Regions from separate parts of the Mus musculus genome. Here regions 1, 2 and 4 are each linked to region 3. The links are chromatin contacts, called in public promoter capture Hi-C maps. All regions are on one chromosome and are shown on one strand. The core of a region is the stretch at or near the end of the contact, and the rest is flanking DNA. Distances in the headings are between cores, read along the strand shown.

Evidence for each region. Promoter capture Hi-C pulls out the DNA fragments that hold promoters and counts their contacts.
Region 1: a contact with region 3 is called in a promoter capture Hi-C map of embryonic stem cells, with 10 times the contacts expected there. A contact is called at or near these places in 5 of 39 promoter capture datasets (cranial neural crest, embryonic stem cells, hippocampal neurons and 2 more) and 3 of 130 datasets of targeted methods (astrocytes, embryonic forebrain and large pre-B cells).
Region 2: a promoter capture Hi-C map of stem cell-derived epiblast-like cells shows a contact between it and region 3, with 5 times the contacts expected there. A contact is called at or near these places in 14 of 39 promoter capture datasets (the 3T3-L1 cell line, 3T3-L1-derived adipocytes, the C10 cell line and 9 more), 3 of 484 Hi-C or Micro-C datasets (embryonic stem cells and palatal mesenchyme), 4 of 130 datasets of targeted methods (SST interneurons, astrocytes, embryonic stem cells and 1 more) and 2 of 9 other capture datasets (embryonic stem cells and liver).
Region 4: a contact with region 3 is called in a promoter capture Hi-C map of liver, with 2.8 times the contacts expected there. A contact is called at or near these places in 3 of 39 promoter capture datasets (liver and stem cell-derived epiblast-like cells).

The regions. Positions count from the first base shown.
Region 1 is chr19:7,482,037-7,485,186 of GRCm38.p6, reverse strand. It overlaps Rtn3 (reticulon 3), which reads left to right and starts at 1,896. Exons shown (of 9, transcript NM_001003934.2): 1 at 1,896-2,248. The coding sequence starts at 2,104.
Region 2 is chr19:7,610,348-7,613,911 of GRCm38.p6, reverse strand. It overlaps Plaat5 (phospholipase A and acyltransferase 5), which reads right to left and starts at 1,375. Exons shown (of 6, transcript NM_025731.3): 1 at 1,082-1,375; 2 at 489-582. The coding sequence starts at 1,229.
Region 3 is chr19:8,661,840-8,665,298 of GRCm38.p6, reverse strand. Chrm1 (cholinergic receptor, muscarinic 1, CNS) reads right to left here and starts at 1,294. Exons shown (of 3, transcript NM_001112697.1): 1 at 842-1,294; 2 at 299-390. 9830166K06Rik (RIKEN cDNA 9830166K06 gene) reads left to right here and starts at 1,964. Exons shown (of 3, transcript NR_045314.1): 1 at 1,964-2,558.
Region 4 is chr19:7,266,891-7,269,982 of GRCm38.p6, reverse strand. Rcor2 (REST corepressor 2) reads right to left here and starts at 1,704. Exons shown (of 12, transcript NM_001320554.1): 1 at 895-1,704; 2 at 162-218. The coding sequence starts at 1,021.

The sequences.
Region 1 (3,150 bases), core at 647-3,146, 1.2 Mb after region 3:
GCTTGCTCTCTAGCTTGTTCAGCCTGCTTTGTTATAGAGCCCAGAATCTTCAGCCCAGGGATGCTCCTACCCACAATGGGCTGGGCCCTTTCCCATTGATCACTGATTAAGAAAAATATCCTTTAGGCTTGCTCACCACCTGATCTTATGGAGTCATTTTCTTTTTCTTTTCTTTTTTTTTTAAAGATTTATTTATTTTATTTATATGAGTACACTGTAACGGTCTTCAAACACACACCAGAAGAGTACATCAGATCCCAGTACAGATGGTTGTGAGCCACCATGTGGTTGCTGGGATTTGAACTCAGGACCTCTGGAAGAGCAGTCAGTGCTCTTAACCACTGAGCCATCTCACCAGCCCTGGAGTCATTTTTTTTTTTTTTTTTCCAGAGACAGGGTTTCTCTGTTGTAGCCCTGGCTGTCCTGGAACTCACTCTGTAGACCAGGATGGTCTTGAACTCAGAAATCCACCTGCCTCTACCTCCCAAGTGCTGGGATTAAAGGTGTGTGCCACCACTGCCTGGCTGGAGTCATTTTCTTAATCAAGGTTCCCTCTTTTCAGATTTCAAGGTAACATAGAACTATCCAGCATGCCTGACTTTAACATAGACTTTAAGAAAAAAATACTTAAGCATTCACCAAAATAAGTAATTGGATTCCTGATTACTGGCATACAGTTCCCTTTGCCATCGTTCTCTGGCACTCAACAGCATCGGGGGACAGTTTGCTGCACTATCAATTGATGCCTGCCGTTGAGTGACAGAGTAAGATATTTTCCAGAGTCATTTTGGGAAATATCCTGGATCGTTTTCAGAACACTGCAACAACCAAGATGCTATCTGAGCTTTATTTGACCTTAAAAAACTGTCTAGGACAGATGCGGTCCACAGCTTGTTCCCCATCTGCAGCAGCCTGCTTGCCTAGCGCTCCCTCTGTGAGTTAGCATCTTTACAGAATTTGCTGAATCTGCAATTGCACTTTGGGTCATAGATTGCTACTTAGCAACATCAAATCCCACAGCTTTATCATCATTATGTACTTAAAATTTAAAAAGAACAAAATTTGACATAAATTGATGTCCAGTTTCAAATGTCATTTTTTGGGGGACTCATCTTAGGACATGAATAAAATTCAGTATTATGAGTATCTGTGCCTCATTTTTAATACCTCATTTCATGTCCACTCCATTCCCCCAGTCCCAACCAAGACGTTTTCTCCTGGTTTTCCTTTCCTCGGCAGCTTCTTTTTTATTTTCCAAAGTATGTTTTTTGTAGCTCAGAACATAGCTCAGAGAAAAGACAACCTGAAGCCTCTTTGGGAAGAAAAACAAGATAAAAATATGAAGCCGATTCTGTGCCTGCATTGCAATGTGATTGGAATGAGTAATAGTTTCTCATTCTGTTTAGCATCTTTCTCCACCTATCAAACATGGGACTGTACCATGCCTGCCTCGGTGGGGCGATATTACGACACGACCAGATAATTCAAAAAGAACATTACAGAGGGGGGGTCTTTAAATATTGTACTCTTTGGAGTCACAGGCTGGTACGTATCAGGCAAAGACATCAATTAGGATTTATAATAAAAAATTTGTAGCTTATGAAGGCATAAAGAAACATAATCTGCCAGCTAGAAAACATTCACATAAACAAGTGGAAGGTGGGGAGACTGGGCACGGTTAATCTGTAGCAGGGGCTGCAGTGGCGGGCCGGTTCTAGAGTTTAGCCACGCCCCTTACGTCAGGCTTTCCCCCATTCCCCCACCCCCTACCCCTCACCCCCGAGAGGCCTGCCCCACCCGCGGGCCCAGTCACTGCGTCCTTTCCTGCGGGAGCGCAGAGGGACAGTTCTTGCGCCTGCGCATTGCGTCGCTGCGCGCCTCCGAGGCCGCCGCCCGCGCGTCCAGGCTCTTTGTGCGCATGCGCGCTCGCACTCCTTCTCTCCCTGCGGAGCTCGGCTGAGTCAGTCAGTCTGTCGGAGTCAGTCTTCCGAACAGGCGTCGCCGGGAACTTCGGAGAGCCAGCTGCTGGATTATTCTGTGTCCCCTCCCACTCTCCCGCCCTACGTCTCTCTTCACCCTTCTCCCGCCCTTGCTCGTACAGCCATGGCGGAGTCGTCAGCGGCCACTCAGTCCCCGTCAGTCTCCTCGTCGTCCTCCGGGGCCGAGCCGTCAGCTCTCGGCGGCGGCGGCGGGAGCCCTGGAGCCTGCCCCGCCCTGGGGGCGAAGAGCTGCGGCTCCTCGTGTGCGGGTGAGGCGCGCGTGGGGCTTGGTCCCTGGGGAGCGCGAGCTACTGGGTCTCCGGGAAGGGGCGAGCGACCTGTCTGGGCCGTGGGCGGCTTTAGTCTCTTGGCGGGCATTTGAGGAACAGGCTAAGGGGGAGGGGAGCGAAGGACCGAGGTGAGGAAATAACGGGGTGTGAAGAAAACAGGTTGGGGGCGGGGTGGTGAACTAGAGTGGGCGTTGACGCTGACCCCCTGCAAGGGAGGGCACCGCAGTGGGGTGAAAACGGAGAAAGGCTATGTGCACCCAATGGATCGAGTGCTGGAGGCCCGAGAGCCCTAGGGTGGGTCGGGGGGTGGGGGTGACTTAGAGCAGGATTAGCGAGCCTCAGGGGATTGTGACAGGTGGGACGTAGGAGAAATGAAGTCGCTAGGATTTTGAGAGGGGTAGTGGTGGAAAAGGTGGCGTTGCAGGTTTGCAGACCGGTTGACACAATCTTAAATGGATGATATAGCCTTCCAAAAAAAAATTTTTTTTTTTTTTTGTTCGCCAGAAGGATCAGGAAGTTCTGTTACTGTTTTTGGCTAAACTGAATGCCAGATTTTTTTTTTTTTTTTTTTTTTTTTCTGAGACTCTGAGGTAGATGAGGCGTGATGAGAATAGCATGGGAAGATTTGGGAGGGAGCTGCTGATAGTCCAAGATGGATCCTTGGCTGCATCTGCAACACAGCCGGCTCTTCACCGGTGGTGCATCGTGGGGGTGGGGACACGCAGTCAGTTGCTATATTCTAGAAGATAATAAATACAGTCTTGCCAAGCCATCACCATGTTTTGATTTCTTGTTTTCGATGGCCTATTCTCAATAGCAGCATAACAAAAGGGAACGATTGCTGCAGGGGAAAGAATTCAGACAAAGCCTGGGCTGCTTGA
Region 2 (3,564 bases), core at 126-2,625, 1.1 Mb after region 3:
TATTCATTCTCCCTTCCCCCTCTGGTCAGAGCTTTCTGATTATTTTCTAATTTGCACATTATTCTTTTCAAATCTCTATCAGTGAGTGATACACACTGATCTTAAAAGGAGAGAAGACGGTACATAATAGAGTATAATAAAATGCAAAACGCCTCAAACCTCCTCTCCTTGCCCCAACCTAATGCCCAGGCACAAACCTCCTAAATTTTTCACTGGTTTGTACTCCTACAAACTCACTCAACTTTGATGAGTCTGGAGAGTGGTCTTGTGGGTAAAAACTTCCACAAGATACGCCAACAGTCATCAGGTCTGCAGCCTAGTTCAATCTTACCCAGCAGGCGCTACTCACTAGTTTGTCCTTGGCAGAAACCATCTGGAGGAGGCAGGTTAGGGGGTGGGTATGGTGTTCTGCAGAACTAGCATCTAAATAAGATCTTCAAAAATGCTTCTGGTACCCAAAGCCCCAGTCCTCATAGTAAGACTCTTACCCCTGCTGAAAGCTTCGGGCCTGTTCTAATCGGCGGTCTTGCTTGAGTTGCTTCGGCAAGAACTGGACCAACAGCGCTTGAGAACTCGCTGAGTCTAGTTCAGGAGGGAAGGGGTGTGATTTAATACACAGCTGCCTTCTATGGGGGAAGGAGGGAGCCCCATGAAAGACCAACTCGAGTCAAAAGTGGGCTGCATGTTCTGATTTAGAATGGTGTCTAAAGCCAGGTGTGGTGGTGAATGCCTCTAATCCCACCACTCTGAAGGCAGAGAGGCAGACGCATTTCTGTGAGTTCCAGGCCAACCTGATCTACATAGTAAGAGTTTGCGGCCAGCCAGGGCTACATAGCAAAACCCTGTCTCAAAAAAAAATTATATCTGTGTGTGTGTGTGTGTGTGTGTGTGTGTGTGTGTGTGTGTGTATAAAATAAGAATTAGAACTGTGTCGGTTCCTGCTTTGCCCTCCATAAAATTTGTATGGGGGCTGTCTAGACGCAAGCAACTGCCAAACCATTTCTGGCAGGGGCCAACCGCTGGGAATTACCCTCAAAGATCTCGAGGGAGAGACCCTACTCCTGGGACTCCTGGGGCAGACCTGAGTGGGGTACAGTTGACTGTCCAGTTGCAGATTGGGTGTCACTTGACTCTGTACTTGAGGTCTTCGAGATCTGCGTGGGGCGTGGCCATGGGACCCTGGAAAGGCGGATCCCGAACTCCCCGCTGGCTGCTGGGCTCAGGCCCATCCCGCTGGGGCCAGCAGGGACAACGCGCCTGCAGGGAGGTGCGGACCAGGGTCCGCCTAGCCCCGGGATCATGGGCACTGGGGCCAGCGGGGCTGGAACGGAGGTGAGAGAGGTGGGGCGTCGCCTCCAGGGAGCGCGTGTCAAACGGCGGCGAGAGCGCGTGGGGCGGGACGCGCGGAATGAGGGCGCGCGCGGGAGCGGGTGGGGTGTGGGCCGCTGCAACTGTGCAGTAAGCGTATGCGTAGACACTGGCGCGGAGGAAGGCGCCCCAGCAACTCAACGGAAAGGCAGGCGCTCCACGCAGGAGTTAGGTCATTCATGAGTCACGCAAAGACGCGGTCCCAAAGTCCCAGAGGCAGCACCTGAGGCCGCTGGAGAAGTCGAGAGTTACTGACTAACCAAACACACCGAGGGCTTTGAGACCGGATTATAAAGGCTGGGAATTTCAATTTCTCTACACAGTGACATCCAGGCAAGCCTCCGCTAGCATGAGACACAAAAGCGAAACACGGGAGCTGGAGTGATGGCTAGGGTTCAGAGCATCTGTTGCTCTTGCAGAGAACTCAGACTAGGCTTCCAGCGCTCACCTGGCGACTCACAAAGGTCTATAAACCCAGTTCCAGAGAATCTGACGCCCTCTTCTGGCCTCCACTAGCTCTAGGCGTGCACATGGTATACAGACATATGTGGACAACACATATGCACATTAAATAAATCTTTTTGAAATGAAAGCCAAATAAATATACAATGTTTACACAAAGATGGGAACACACCCAGTACACAAGCCCCACCTACGTCCCCTGCTTTCCATCCATCTTCTCCCTCCTCCCTGAGTCTAATGTGTCCTTTGTCTCCACAGTCTAATGTGTCCTTTGTCTTTTCCTTAGTTTTTTACTATGGGACCTCGCTCTGCTGGGCAGGCAGGCCTTGAACTCCTGAGCTCAAGGGATCCCCATTTTCAGTCTCAGGACTGCGTACATACAGTGACTCTATCCACGCAAACTTGCACTCTACAAAGTCATGTACTTTCCATTTATGTGTTTGATGTGCTTTGGTCAACTTCACTATTCAAGTCTCCTTCCCTCAAAATCATCTCACCTCAATTTCTCTCCACATCCTTCACAGCCCCCCTCAGACATTCCTGGCCTTACAATTATTATTCCCAAAGTCCACGCATGACAGCATGCATGCTACTTGTCTTTCTGAGTCTGGCATAGTTTGATAAACATGATCCCCCTTTCCTTCCATGTTCCTACAAACAATGAAAAGTCCTTCTTTGCGGTTGAATAAAATACTTTCTCTAGCCATTGATATCCTCTTACCTTTTAACTATTTTTCCAAACCCCCTTTTGCAAACCTAATACCTTGGGGTTTTTTCATGATTGAAGCTTCATTTTTTTTTTAAAGATTTATTTATTTATTATATGTAAGTGCACTGTAGCTGTCTTCAGACACTCCAGAAGAGGGAGTCAGATCTCTTTACGGGTGGTTTTGAGCCACCATGTGGTTGCTGGGATTTGAACTCAGGACCTTTGGAAGAGCAGTCAGTGTTCTTAACCGCTGAGCCATCTCACCAGCCCTGAAGCTTCATTTTTAAAATGATGGCTGGCTTGAATATCTGTGTCCTTTCAAAATTCAGAGTGAAATTCTAACCCTAAGTAGGTTAAGTAGGTGAAAGACTTTGAGAACTTAGACCCCAAGGGCAAACTCCTCATGAATGGGACCTGTATCTTTATTTTAAAAAAACAAAAAGACCCCTACTGAGCTGGAAGCCTCCTTCACCACGTAGGTTATCTAGGCATTGCCATCTATGACCCTGAACACAGCTCTCATCAGATGCTGAATCTACTGGCACTGGTCCTGAGCATCCTAGCCTGGAGAACTTTGAGGCATTTTTGTTATCTACACGAGTCTTTGTTATAGATGCTACAATGGCTTGAATGAATGCTCAATGGGCTCAGATATTTGAACACTTATCCCTGGTTCATGGTTCTGCTTGGGGAGTGTGATGGCTGATCTTGGTTGCCAACTTGACTGCATCTGAAATCAGCTAAAACCCAGGCAGCTGACTCACCTGTGAGGGATTTATTTTTATTTGAGGTTCCACCCTAACTCTGGAACGGACTTTCTGATAACACACACACACACACACACACACACACACACACACTACAAAACATAGAAGAAGGAAGCTTCTGCTTTTTGCCTACTTGTCCTTACTCTCAGTGGCAGCAAGTTCATCTATCCTGCTGCTGCAGCATTCCTTCGGTAGTATTAGAACCTGAGTCTTCAAGATTCCAACAGAGACTAAAGACCAGCAGCTCTTCCGGGCTCC
Region 3 (3,459 bases), core at 45-2,544:
CAACTGCCCCTTCTCCAGACACCTGTCTTAGAGGTGGCAACTCCAAGAGTCAGAGCCTCTGGATTTAACTCATCCTTACTGGAGTCAGGGAACATGTGTGTGCATCAGTACCCTTGTATTGCCCGAAACCTGCCTTCTGCAAGCCAAAGATACAAAAACACAGGGAGGGCCCTCTGGGTCCCCTCGCGTGCCAGGACCACATTGTCTGGGTGGTGTGGCTATCCATGTGCTTATCTGTCTCCAAAGAGCACTGGGGCTTTTTGCCTGGTCTCCTGCTGGCTTCTGGCCCAACACCCACCTTGGCATCCAGCTTGTCCATCTGGCCAGCAGCCTCATTCAATCCATCTTGGGGGGCTGAAGGTGGATAGGGGAGGTAGGATTCAGGGTTTCCTGAAGGAGGAGAGAAGGAGGCTCTGGGACTGGTGTCCCCAAAAGTATGTACATGGGGTCACTCTTCAACTAGGTGCTGGTAGCCAGGGCTGCCTCCTGCCCTTCCCCTTCTGCCTTTAGTGTGCTGGGGGATCTGCTAACCACACAGCCATCTAATCTCTTCTGAAGTCTAGGTTGAGTTTCCTAAGAAGGTCTTTACCTCTTCTGCCAGCTAAAGCACAGAAAAACATCAGATAAATCCACTGAGAAGCAGCAGACAGGGTGTTTGTAGCAGCCAATGCCCACTGCTAGAGAGCCCTCTTGGCCTCTAGACCCCTCCCTGGCCACCTCCCCTTTCAAGAATCCACCCCCATTCCTGTCTCATCCTTGTCCCTGCCCTGTCTCAGAGGACCCTGATGCTTCTGCACCCAGCTCAACACAGCCCCTCCCAAGCCCTTCCAAATGTACTCACCATGGGACCGGAGAGGGGTCTGTAGGGTCCTCAGCTTCAGTGCTTCTCCGGGGGCCTGCAGTGTCTCCTGGGACCCAAACACCTGGCTCCCGGGGGGAGCTGCGCCCTGTGCTGGCAGCCGGAGAGGCACAGCCAGTGATTGGCATGTCCCACCCCCTGGCACGCCAGCCTTGGGGGGGAGGGAGGAAGGGAAAGAGAGGGAGGGAGGAAAGGGAGGAAAGAAAGGGAGGGGGAGCAGGAGGGAAGCCTCAGGCAGCATCTGGGGTTGGACTAAGTCCTGGAGTGTGCCCCCCTTGTCCACAAGGGCACCCACTTTGAGCCTCGAGAGGGAGGAGGCAGGACATGAGGAAAGAGAGCCCAGGAAAGCTAAAAGTCCAAGAGGAGAGAGAAGGCGGATACAGGGAGACAAACACCCACACCCACTGCACACAGACTGGCGGCACACACACACACACACACACACACACACACACACACACACACACCCTCTCACAAAGGCACACTCTGTTTCCCGGGCACCTTCCCCCACCCAACCGGAAAGCCCCCAACTCCTGTGCACCATGTCCCAACACACATGCCCCGACACACATGCCCCATTATTCACATGCCTGCTTCCTTTGCATACCCTCCCCCCATGAACATGCCCACGCGCCCACCCACCCACCCACCCAGCCACACACCCTGCTCTTCCTCCCTGCTGTGAGGGAGCTAAATTCCTTCTGTTTGAAAATGACACATTGGGCCTCACGTGAGAGGTTCCAACTTGGACCAGACCCAGAGGGCTGGCTCACCCACCCTGGGACGGAGTGACATGCCCGCATGCTGGGCAGTGCACTCTGGTGTATGGAAAGGTCTGGTGTGAGGGTATATGTGTATCTGGTTTGTGGAGCACTGGAGAAACTGTGTTTGTTCCATATGCTGTTCAGGGTCCGGCATGTGTAGTATGACATGTGTGCTCATGTCATTATGCAGCCTACGTAAATCCAGGTGTGACCCTGCCAATCTGGAGCCAGAACGCATGTGGGAGCGTGTGTCTGTGCTCAGTGTATGTCTGAGTGTTGCCCAACTGTGGAATTGGCTAATTTTGACAAGTGAGGTAGCATCTACCTCCCTGACTGCTCCACCTCCAGCTTCCCCTTGGTAGACAGACAGACAGGCAGACAGACTGCTCTCCTCCCTGCTTGTCAAACTGTCTCCCCTGACTCCCACTTTAGGTTCACAGGTGTGTACCTGGGAAGTACGAGCCACTCCTCCTCTCAGCCTACGGTTTGACCCTCATCCCCCCTCCCCCCCAGGCTGGTTTGGATTTCTGTGTAGAGTCTCCTTGGAGATAGAGACAACCCCTGGGGGCTTTGTCATAGGGACCTGGGTCCAGCAATGCCCCAATAGAGACTTCCTGGAGAGCTGACCACCGAGGAGAATTGGAAACACTAAAAGCTCCTGTGTGTTTTGCCCCATGGGCTGTGATGAAGCCCTGGGAGGGAGGTGGGAAGGACCGAAATCAAGATTGCCTTTATGGAGGAGAGAAAGCTAAAGGTAGGTTCCAGGTGAGCTCTAAGCTCAGGGTTTTGGAGTCCGGGGCACACCCATTCTTCCTTCTCTCTTCATTTTCCTACCAATGTTGAGACTGGAGCTCAGTTGCCAAAGGAACCAGAAAAGGAAGAAATTGACGACGACTCTGGGGCTTGGGCCAGCAGATACGGGACACAGGTGGCAGGTACGTGTGGGGGCATCTGTACTCTTGAGGCTGCCAAGGGGTACCCAGTGCGCCTTCTCTCTGTGTTTGGTCATATACTACAGTTTGGGGCGGAGGGGGTGTCGGGGTCAGAGGATCTGAACAGCTCCTCCTCCCACCTTCGGTGGCATTAGACCCTTAGGGTTAGGTCAGAAAACAAGCAGTCTCTGTGGCAGGCTGCCCCCTACTGGGCCATCCTTAGGTTGCGGGCTGCATGTTGGGAGAGCCGTGGGGGTGCGTGTACTTGTGCGTGTACACGTGGTTTAGAGTGGGGGAGTTAGGCCTCCACATCCATTTCCGAGTCTGAATCAAGCTTCCTCTTTGCCCCCTTCCCCCATTCTTCTTGCTCTCCCTTTTCTCCCACCGCCTCTGCACATGTCCCTTTAGAAATAAAAACACTTATTTTGTGGGCGGGAGGGGAGGGTGTCCAGCTTTCCTCTGCCTCCTCCTGAGTGTCCTCATCTTTGGTCCGTGCAGCGTTCTGGAGTCTGTGCAGCTACAGAAGAAGGGGTCTATAGCCCCGTACCTCCTGTTGTATCACGCTTTTTGCATTCCCGCCTAGCTTGGCTAGGTCTCCTCATACCAGTTGGGGAAACTGAGGCACGAGGGAAGAAGGGAGGCAGCGCGGGGAGAAGAGCTCCCGCCCGGCTCGCTCGCCACCCCCGCACTCGCGCCGGATTTAGCCGCAGGGAGGCTGGGAACATTGTCTTTATTTTAAGCCGCCGAGTGCGGCACGAACGCGGCTGCTCCCGACAAAGGGCTTCGCTAAGCGGCTGCAGGCGGCGCACGTGGGGGTCCGGCCCGGCCCCCACGTGACCCCCCTCTCTGCTGCCCAGACCCTCTTCAGCATTTTTCCCCTCTGTTCAGGTGGGGGCGGGTCTAC
Region 4 (3,092 bases), core at 455-2,954, 1.4 Mb after region 3:
AGCAGGAAAAGTAACAGTGCCACGGGGCCACCCACCCCGCCCACCGCCTGTCCCTCAAGCAGGAGCCAGCCAAGAGTTCCCAGGTGGGGCTGTAGGCCAAGCCATCAGCCTCCACCCCTCCCTGCCGCCCTCCCTCCCTCCATGTCTGTCCTGCCACTCACCAGGCTTGCACTCCGGAATTACTGCTTGGTAATTGGTTCCAACTCGGATCATGCTGTCTGTGGAGCCAGGGGAGGCAGTCAAGACTCCAGGGAAGTAGGGGGAGGATATAGTGAGGGGAGGTAGCTGATCTGGAGTTCTCCTTCCTGACCACTCAGGGACCCCCACCATACAGGAGACTCACTTTTCCTTGATAGTGCCCCCCAGCTACCCTCCGATAGAAGGTACTAGGAGAGTCATACCCTGCCTAGTCATGGCCATGGGGGGAAGGGGAGGTTAAGAGGACACTTTTAAAGCCCAGGCTAGAGCAAAGTGCTTTGTTCTAACTGGGGGTGGGAGCTTGGAGGGCTGCCCCTAGATCTGGACCACAGCCTTGCAGAGAGCTCGGGGCTCCTCCCCACCACATGAGCTTCACAGCTCCGCATAGAGGTATCTTCCCAGTACCTGGTCCAATCAGACCTCAGTCCCCTGCAAGGCTGCAAGGTATGAGGACCCAATCCATCCAAGAGAGGCATCCTAAGCTCCCTCAACGACTGAGGGCAAAGGGGAGGTGGGTGGTCAAGGGCCCAGCCTGTAGATTTCCTGTGCCGGCAACACCAGGCACGAGAAGGCTGAGGTTGCAATCCAGGAGCGGCAGAAACCATCTGTGGTTCGCAACTCTCCCCCCCCCCTCCTCCACCTTCCATGATCCCTCCCCGGACCAGCGCGCCTTTAACCCTAGGCCACCAGGCTCACCATGAGAGTGCTCCTCCTCGCTGCTGTCATCCTCCGAGTGTGGCTGTCCGCCGTTGGGTGCCGTCTTGGCCCGACTTCGGGACAAGATCCCGGAGCCCGCACTGGGCTTCTCCATTACTGAGGGCATTACCCTACCCGGCAGCCCCGAGGGGCACGGGATCCTTTGGAGAGCGCAGGAGCTTGCCGCGCTTGCCTCGAGTGCTGCGCCTGGCCCGGCCTGGAGGGGTCGCCACTGAGGCTACGAGAGGCAGGAGGTCAGCGTGGCTAGGGTCCGGGAGGTCGGGGCCCCGGAGGGCAGCCCTAACGCTCACTGCGACCCCCACGGGCGAGGACGGCAGAAAAGTTTGTGAAGTGGGGGTACGGGGGAGACGGCGCGGCCGGGGGCACGCTCGCTCCGTGCGCCCCTCGGGGCTGGTTCTCCCCCGGGGAGAGTCGGGGCGCGTTGCCCTCGGGGAGCCCCGGAGCCGCGCCGCGCGCCTGCCCACGCTGTTTGGCCAGCAAGGGCTACCGCGCAGTGGCCGCCGCAGCTGACTCCGCGCCCCTCGGCTGCGCTGAGGATGCCCCGATCCCCAACGGAGGTAACCCTGCCCGACCCGACCCCACGGCAACCACGCCAGCCGGCTGGAGCCCCGGCGGCAGGACGGCGCGCACGGCGTGCGGCGCTGGAGCAGAGTTGCCGGGAGGCGGGCGGAGCGCAGCCGCGGGCGCCGCCTCGCACCCTCCCCGGCGCGCTCGCTCGCCCCGCCGCGCTCGCGCTACCGCCGCTCGCTCGCCCGCTCTCCGCCGCCGCTCGCTCCTCGCGCACACAATGAAGCTGCTGGCAGGGAAGTAGTGCCGGCTGCGGCCTCAGCACCCCTCCCCCAGCCGATGCCTCCGCCAGCTGAACATCTGGCCCTGGGGTGGGAGGGAGGGCCCGGGGGGCGGGGCCTGGGGCCGGGGCTAGACCTCCAGGGGGTGGGGTCAGGACCGGAATGGGGCGCACGTACCCCCCCCAGGGAGCACCCTTGGTGTCTCTGAGTTCTCAGACTTGGCCCTTTTGGGTAGACCCCAGTGCCCCCCAGGAGAAGCCCGGGGTCAGCCCCACCCACAAGCACACCGGTTCCACACACTACTGGGCTCTGGTTACTGTGGCCTGCCCCGGGGGCCCTGAGGCCGCCTGTCCGACCGCCCGGGTGGAGCCCAGCTTTTCCTTCCATTTCCCTTCCTGCCAAGGAACTCCCTGCCCCCCCTTCCGCAGGGGGATCCCCCCCTTCATGCGCCCTTGGGGGCCAAAGCGGATGGGAGGCCGGACAGGCGCAAGATGAATTTCTATAAGAGCCACTGGGCTAGAACCTGACTTCTGCTAGGTCTGTGGGTCCCCAGGGGTCACCCTAGTGTCTTTCAACTGCTGCAGTCTGCACCCAAAACAGTAGTATCAAAGATTGAGGAATGAGTATGAAAGGTAATAGGGCAAGTTCTGGGCTGAAAGGGGCGAGCTCCTCACTGGGTTCACTGTCACCCCAGCTGGAAGCAGCATCCCCCCTCCCCCCGGACAGGCACAGGCAGAGTGACAGACAGGGAAGCGGGTTGGGAGGCACAGACGGAGTTGGGGGAGGGGGTGGGCAGAGACTTTCAAAGCCAGACCCAGCCACCCTGCCAGGCACACAAAGAGCCAGCGCACTCACCGGCAGCAGCTCGAAGCCTGTGAGCTGCGCCTGTGCCCGTCCCCGCCGCCTGGGGCACGTGCTGCAGCTCACACAGGCCGAAGCCCCCGCCCGCTGTCCCTCCCACGGGGAGCCCGGACTCCTGGACACGCCTCTACCCGGGCACACCCGCTATGCCCAGATCGAGCCGAGCCTGCACGCGCACCCTCCTCTCCCTTCCCTTCCTTGGCCACTCTGTAATCAGATTCCTAAATTTAGAAGCAGCCCTGGCCCCAACCGGGGATCCCTGCCCCTACCCACTGGCTGTGGCCGACCGGCCTGGGTCCTGTGGTCAGGCCACGACCTGGCTGGGGCATCCTGTTCCTGGGGGCTCTTTGCCTGCGGCTGGCAGAGTCAGACACGACCCCGCCCGACTTCAGCACTGTCCGGCCACATAGGGCCACCCAGTCAGCGGCCACGTTGCCCGCCACACCTTGGGCCAAGGTTATGGGGCCTTTTTTCCTCCCCTTAAATCATGAGCTGGGCACCAAGCCTCAGGGTGGGGAGATCTGGGAC